2 separate regions of the Gossypium arboreum genome follow, and region 2 is linked to region 1. Evidence: chromatin contacts called from public Hi-C data. All regions are on one chromosome and are shown on one strand. Each heading gives the region's core, a stretch centred on a gene start, on an enhancer-like site or on the middle of the called end of the contact. The rest is flanking DNA. Distances are from core to core; before and after follow the strand shown. Region 1 holds the start of LOC108464583. Region 2 holds the start of LOC108450779 (2-methylpropanoate--CoA ligase CCL4-like).

Region 1 (3,815 bases), core at 387-2,886:
AACTGAATTAAACAAGAGAATTACCCTTCCATGAGAAGCCTCTTCCCTGACATAGGACCATAGACGTATGCCTAATCGCACCTAAGATTTCAAAATTACCAGACCAAGGTAACCAGCACAGGATATCAAGCATACTTGCTATACAGAATTAGTTATCTCTTATCTGGAATCAGTCAAGCAGGGTCTTCTATCACTTACCATCTGTATTGCTTCCATAAATGTAACACTGAATTCTTTAAGAATATTAGCATGGCTGTTTAACCTTCTTCTCCAAGCTTGTTTTGGTGGGGCAGCACTATCAAAATTAAACTATAGAGAACCAAACCAAAAAATCACTAAAATCAGTACAGAAGAAAGCTTAAATTAATCTGAAAAAAAGAAACCACGATTATCATGTCAAATAGAATAGTTCTCATATAAAAGAAATGTGGCAGTGAAACCCAAAATTAAATCAAAATGTCACTTTTAGTCCTTTTATTCAGTCATATGTATGCAGACGGAATATTGTCATATTGCTGATTTAAGATTATCAGATATGAAATAATATCATGAAGACCCAACTCCATTAATTTGAGACGAATCACTATCAATCTCTTCCCTACAGTTGAAACGAATACTGAAATGATTCTAAGTGGCATCAAGTTCAAAACGTTTTTTCTTACTTCAAACAATTTACAGGTTTTTGACCAGACACCAGCCGCAAAAATCAACTAATCGTATGTATGGCATGAATCGTATCAGGCCAGCGATCCTTTTTTTTTTTTTCCTGAATTTTGACGAGACGCAAGCTCGCAGGCAAGCTCTCAGTAATGGTAAATACAAAGAAAAAGGATCATTTCCAAATATTTAAGTAAAAAATTAATTAAATAGTTCCTAAGGCATGCCTTATATGCTATCTACAAAATCACGCGCAATGATTTAATTAAATAAGAGGCAGAAAATATACAAAATAAATAGTTCAAATTTCCTACAAAATGAATTTGAAACCTTATTACTTTAGGATAGAACTAATTCTGTGGAAAAACAACCTTGCTCCTCTTAACTTTTAGACTAATACTATTTTTTTTCCTCCGCTTTTACACATTTTCTCAGGAACCAAACAGAACGAAATCAACTTATAAAAAAAGAACGCCATAATCAACAAAGTTATTCCCGTTAATATTAAGGAAAAAAAAAGAGGCAAAACAAAAAACTGACCAATTGTAAAGTATTACGGCTGACATATTCTTCAGGCGGCCATGAATTCTTTTTAGAATGAAATAAGTTTCCAGTAACCATGTTGACTAATCAAAATTCAAATTTCCACTCCAATAATGTCCTTTCCCAAATTCATGCGATCAACAAAAGAGAAAGAAAAATAAATAAATGCAAAAGAACTTGGAAGAAAAAGCCTCCTATACTCTAAAGATCTCTTATTTATATTTAAAAAAAAAAAGAATAGAAAAGGAAAGGAAATGCTAAATCAGAGAATCGCGGGATCAGATATGTAGGGGTACTTTAGATTTCCGTGTAGAAAAACTGGAGAAGCGTTAAGCATTCGTGGCGGCTTTTTTGGGATATAAAAATGGAAAAAGAAGAGAAATAAAAATTTAAAATAAAAGAAAGAGAGAGAATGAAGGGGGGACGGGTGGAGCCGTAGTGTTGGCGCGTGGAAGATCCCTTTGGACTTTGGAGCCTTGTCAGCTCTCATGGATCGCCAGGTGGGTGTCAATGTCACAATAAAGTCCAATTTCTTTCATTTTTTATTTATTTGTTAATATCATATTTCATCCAAGTTCAAAATACAATAATAATGTTAGGTTCAAATTTTGGTTTATTATCAACTCGTAATTAAAACATTATTAAAATTATTACTAAAAACATATTTTTATAATAATATAATTTATTTTTAAATAGAAATATTTTAATAATTTTTCAATTTAGTTATATACATTAGTATTTTTTTTATCGGAGTATGTACATACACCAATTGGATTAAAAGCTTAAGATAAGTATAGATGTTGATAACTTGATTCTTAGCCAAGTGTTGTATTTTCAAAACATATAAATTAAAAACAACAAATATTTTTAAAATTTTATTAATTAAATTTTTTGAAAATGTGAAAAATTTTGAAATTTTAATTTTCCTAAAAGGAAAAAGAACAGGTAAAAGGGCGATGCGTGATAGCTGCCTCCAATGGGTGAGGATGTGGGGTCATCTTTCTTTTTGGTCTTAAAAAGAATATCGTGGAGTATTTTTCTAATTAAAATTAAAAAAGAAAACAAAAGTAAAAATAAGAAAATTTTTATTTGATTATTTGCTAATTTAGTGGGCGGTGCGAACTTGAGATAATATGCGGTTGTGTCGTGTGGTGTTTGTCTGGACCGCATCGCATAGCGTCCCACGCAGTGAGCAACTAACTAATTTTACTGTTTTTCCATTTTCCATACCACCTGCTCACGAGACAAATAACAAGATCCACTTGCTTGTTCATATGTTACTAATAACTTGAAAAGAATAAACTATGCTATTAATCATTAAATTATAGGTAAGTTTTTATTTTGGTCACTTAATAAAAAAGGTTATAATTTGATCACTGGACTATTCAAAAGTTTTCATTTAAATCACTATACTATTAAAATCAATGTTATATGATTTTTTTTTGTTCATACTATCTGCACCAATAGAAAGCTCTTTTTCCTCTTCTCTTTTATAGTTCAATTTGTTTTTTTTTTATGAAACAATTTTGGAAGCCACAATTTGCGAACTAAAATTCAAATAACTTTTTTTCTTTAATCTTTGACATTGACCATCAAATCAACTTGGATCTAAGGTATGTGCTACTCGTCGATAGGTACTGATCCACTATATCAATCATCGAATCGTCGCTTGGAGCTCGCTGGCGAAACTTTTTTGAAAAAAAAAATAATCTAGTGACTTAAATAAAAACTTTCGAATAGTTCAATGATCAAATTGTAACTTTCTTTAGTTAAGTGACCAAAATGAAAATTTACCCATAGTTTAGTGACTAATAGTGTAGTTTACCCATAAGTTGAAGAGTTAATTGCATTAGACATCATTAAATTATACTTTCATTCTAAATTGATCTTTAAACTTTAAAACATTCTAAGGGCATATATACAATGGCACCTGAACTTGGCAATTTGTACATATTTTGTATTTTTTTGGGACATTTAACCGGTACCTAAACTGTAACACCCCTAACCCGACCCATTTGCCAGATCCAAGTATGACTTGATTAACTTATCCTAAATTCTATCGACTAACTGTTATAAAACAAACTATATTGAAACAATAATGCTTCTTACAACAAAAGCCTCAAGCTTATCCAAAAGCTTGGTCTCACAAGGTTTTTGTCACTATACAAACTATTTGTTTACAAAATAACTCTTGAAATTTAGGTAAGGGCCAACTATCCTAAAAATCTAGATTTTAGGGATGTTATCTGGCTTCGTTGTTATTGTTCTTAAGGCGAAGCCTCTAATGGTACCCTCTTCCTATGTGTATGACTTTAACTGCCCGCGATCCTCGATCTTGTCACTGTCTTGTTAGGTCCATTCTCTAAGTCCTCGATTAACCTTGCAAATCCTGCAAACATCGGATAAACTCTTATAAGTTCAAATGAACTTAGTGAGTTCCTTCACTGCACCATAAATTAACCCTATTGTACGAGGGTAACAAACGTAAATTAAACTAAACATAAATTTCCTCCTTGCTCGCTCGAGGTGAGTGTTCTTTATCAGGGTGGTGGATTGTAACACCCTTAACTCGTATCTGTTGCCAGAATAGGGTTACGAAACATTACCATAAATAT
Region 2 (3,815 bases), core at 556-3,055, 640 kb after region 1:
GGCACCATGTAGTGTGGCAACTTAGCTCTACAGTACTCCATAATCTCAATCTCACTGGGTTTCCGAGTTAACTCAGCTTTCAAGCTCACAAAAGCACAAGGAGTCTCTCCCCAATACTCATCCGGCCTAGCCACCACCGCCGCTTCATTGATTGCTGGGTGAGTGTACAAAATGGATTCAACTTCAACACTACTCAGATTCTCCCCGCCGCTAATTATAACATCCTTTGAACGATCTTTGATTTCCATATATCCATCAGGGTGGATCACCCCAACATCTCCGGTGTAAAACCAGCCGTCTTCTTTCAAGCAATTGGATGTGGCATTTGGGTCCTTTAGATACCCCAACATGATAGAAGGACCTCTCAAAACGATTTCCCCAAGGCTTGACCCGTCTCGCTTTACACTCAGTCCTGACTCGGGATCCACTATGTCCGCTTCCGTCACAGTCAGAGTTCTCACTCCTTGTCTCGCTTTCAGCCTCGCCCTCTCCGCCAATGGAAACTTGTTCCATTCCCTTTTCCAAGCACAAGAAACAACCAGTCCTCCCGTTTCGGTTAACCCGTACCCGTGACTCACTATGAAACCGAGTGACTCGGTCCTGGAAAGAACCGCTGCTGGCGGTGGAGCTCCAGCGGTGAGGATTTGGACTGGATTTTGGAGTGGTTTAGTTTCAGGAGAATTTGATAACATGTTAAGCACCACGGGGGCTCCACACATATGAGTGACGCCATGTTTTCTGATCAAATTATAGATGATTGGGGCGTCGAATTTTCGAACGCAAATATTAGTTCCACCGACGGCAGCCATCCCCCAAGTGAAACTCCACCCATTAGCATGAAACATTGGGAGTGTCCATAAATAAACAGGTTGTTTTGGAACTTCCCAATCGATTAAAGAATCAACGGTGATGGTGAAAACTGCCCTGTGGCAATGAACCACTCCTTTAGGAGACGAGGTGGTACCTGATGTATAGTTCAAAACAATCGGATTCCACTCACTTTCAGGCCGAATCCACTTGAAACCAGGGTTGCCTTTCACCACCAGACTCTCATACGTGCAACAGAAGCGAGAGTCAAGTGTGGAACTCACACCATCATCCTCATCATCTTTGATTAAGACCAGAAGTGGGGGGGTTTCGTTGGGAGGAAACAAAGAGATGGCTTCCAAGGCCAGAGACTGAGAAAGGGTATCGACAAAGAGGAGCTTTGATTCACCGTGACATAGGAGGATGGAGACAGTGCGGGCATCAAGGCGGGTGTTGATGCTGTTTAGGACAGCACCAGACATGGGAACAGCGAAATGAAGCTCGTACATTGCTGGGATGTTGGGGGCTAAAACGGAAACGACGTGGCCGGTTTTGATGCCGGTAGAGGAGAGGGAAGAAGCTAACTGGAGACATCGCCGGTGGGTTTCAGACCAAGTGTAGGAAGTATTATTGTAGATGATGGAGGTGCAATCACCGTACACTGTGGCTGCTCTGTCTAAGAAGCCTAGTGGGGTGAGAGGGGAAGAATTTGTGGGCCTTGACTTTAGCTCTTCCATTAATTTTCCTCCTTGAAACGCAGGTGGTTTGGTTTTTTTTTTTTTCCTTATAACCTTTTAGAGGTGCGTTTTGTGGGTGTGTAACGATAGAGATTCAATAGTTACAAGTAAACACAAATTAAATTTTGAACAACATAAACGGAACACAGATTAGATTTGATTGTTCAAACAGAAAAACAAGGGAAGAAACAGGCGACTAATTAAAGCTCCTCCTGTGTGGTGTTCTAAAGTGAGTCTCGAAGTCAAAGGATCTCGGTATTTGTATAGCTTATCAGTGATTGAAAATGTCTAATCATGAATGCATCCCTCTATTTTACTGAAATTGACATTTTAGCCCTCTTTTTATATAATTACATAAGGGGAATGAGGTTACTTCAGATCAAGCCTAAACTCTTATATTTATAACATAATATTTTTTCCATTGGGTTAAGAGGTTGTTGACTTAATTCTTATATTTTAATTTGCTTTACAAAAACTAATAATTTAGTCTCATTAGGTAACACTATTACACATTGCCTTTGAATTGTTAATCTTAAAATCATCTATTTTTGTAATTCATATGCACAAAATAATTAAAATCAATAATTCAACAATCTATATCGAGCAAATTAGCAAAAAAATAGTGGTTCAACTTCATGTATTTACCAACAACTAGACTAATTTTTTAGTTTTCGTAAAGTACAAAGCTCAAATTTTGACAAATTAAAATAGTGGGACTAACTTATTAATTTTAATAAAATAAAAGGATAGAATTCATAATTGGACCATTCTTTGAAAGTAAGATATTGAAGCAAAGGAGGAAAATATCCTACATGGCATATCTAAAATGATAACAAATGACATCTGTAGTTGGTTGACACATCATTAATTTTGATATTAAAATAGTAATAGGACCCACTATTATGCATAATATTTACCATAATTAAGTTAATATGTATTATTAGTTAGAACCTACATTAATGTTTAAACATATTTAGTAAATAGTTAATTACTTGATATAGTTTTACCATAATTTGTTTATCTAATATAAATTCACCATAATCAATTAATATATATTAACCATAATTAGTTCACATAATATAATTAATCATAATTACTTAATATACATTTACTATAATTAGTTTACATATTTACAATAATATACATTTGTGTATCACATTTAATAATAGCTACATAAAATTGAAAAATTATATATATTTTGTGATAAAGAAGAATTAAAAAAAACAAATTACATTACAAAACGCAATCCCTCAAACGGGAGACTTCAAAAACTTGTAATCATTGACTATCCAAGTGAACCAATTTGAACAGTCAATTAGCTTCTTAGTTCTCTTCTCTAAGGAAATGGCAAATACTCTAATGTTGAATTCGAGAAAACAACTGAATAATCCTCCTAATCAAAGCAAAGTTAGACCCTCCTGTAAATCCCTCCTTTAAGGTATTGGCCACTTCAAGGCTATCTGTCTGAACCATTATATTATCATATCCTCGATCAACTAAGATGCCTAAGCCATCTAAGATGCCTCACAATTCAGCCTCGAACACTGAACAACTCCCGAAGAATCTGTTAAAGCCAAAGATCCACTTCTCATTTCGGTCTCGCACAATTCATCCTACTGAAGCAGAACCATCCTCAAGCCTAACGAAACCATCAGTATTCAAGTAAACCCAGTTTTCAGGCAAATTGGAGCACGAAGTCAAAGCCTAAATCAAATTCATTGGACCCTTAGCTATCATCATAAACTATTTGGCCCAGCTATATGAGACCTTAATAGTGTCATTGCTGCTCCAAGACGCACCTTGAAACATAAAAAGATTGTGATTTTCCACATACGCCATATGAGGATCCCAAAAAAGCACTTCCAGTAGACCTCTCCAAATCCCAAGTCATGCCCATTCTGCAGGTTTGATGTGATCCATTCTTGTAAATTACCTGAATAAAAGCTAACAATCTGATCAGTAGGAACTAAAAGGTTCCAAATACCCCTTGCAGCAGGACAATTCCCAATAGCATGCAACATATCCTCATTGAGATGCCCACAAACCCCACACACCGAGCTATGGTCGATACCTCACTGGCCTCTTTCCATATTAGTGAGCGACCTCTGCTTGAAAGCAAGCCAAACAAAATACCTAACCCTTTATGGTCCTTGAAACTTCCAGGAGATCTTCCACACAACTTCCTTCAGCTTCCAGGAATTTTCCCGAATTTCCCCATATGCGCTTTTAACTGAAAAGGAACCTGTCGACATACCTCTCCAGATGATCCGC

What was found. A called contact is a pair of places that touch in the nucleus more often than the background predicts.
Region 2: a contact with region 1 is called in a Hi-C map of leaf, with 2.2 times the contacts expected there. The contact joins the promoter of LOC108450779 here to the promoter of LOC108464583 in region 1. A contact is called at or near these places in 2 of 5 Hi-C or Micro-C datasets (both in leaf).

The regions. Positions count from the first base shown.
Region 1 is chr10:53,290,551-53,294,365 of ASM2569848v2, forward strand. It overlaps LOC108464583, which reads right to left and starts at 1,637. Exons shown (of 18, transcript XM_017764948.2): 1 at 1,198-1,637; 2 at 199-309; 3 at 25-81. The coding sequence starts at 1,278.
Region 2 is chr10:53,930,372-53,934,186 of ASM2569848v2, forward strand. It overlaps LOC108450779 (2-methylpropanoate--CoA ligase CCL4-like), which reads right to left and starts at 1,806. Exons shown (of 1, transcript XM_017748544.2): 1 at 1-1,806. The coding sequence starts at 1,544.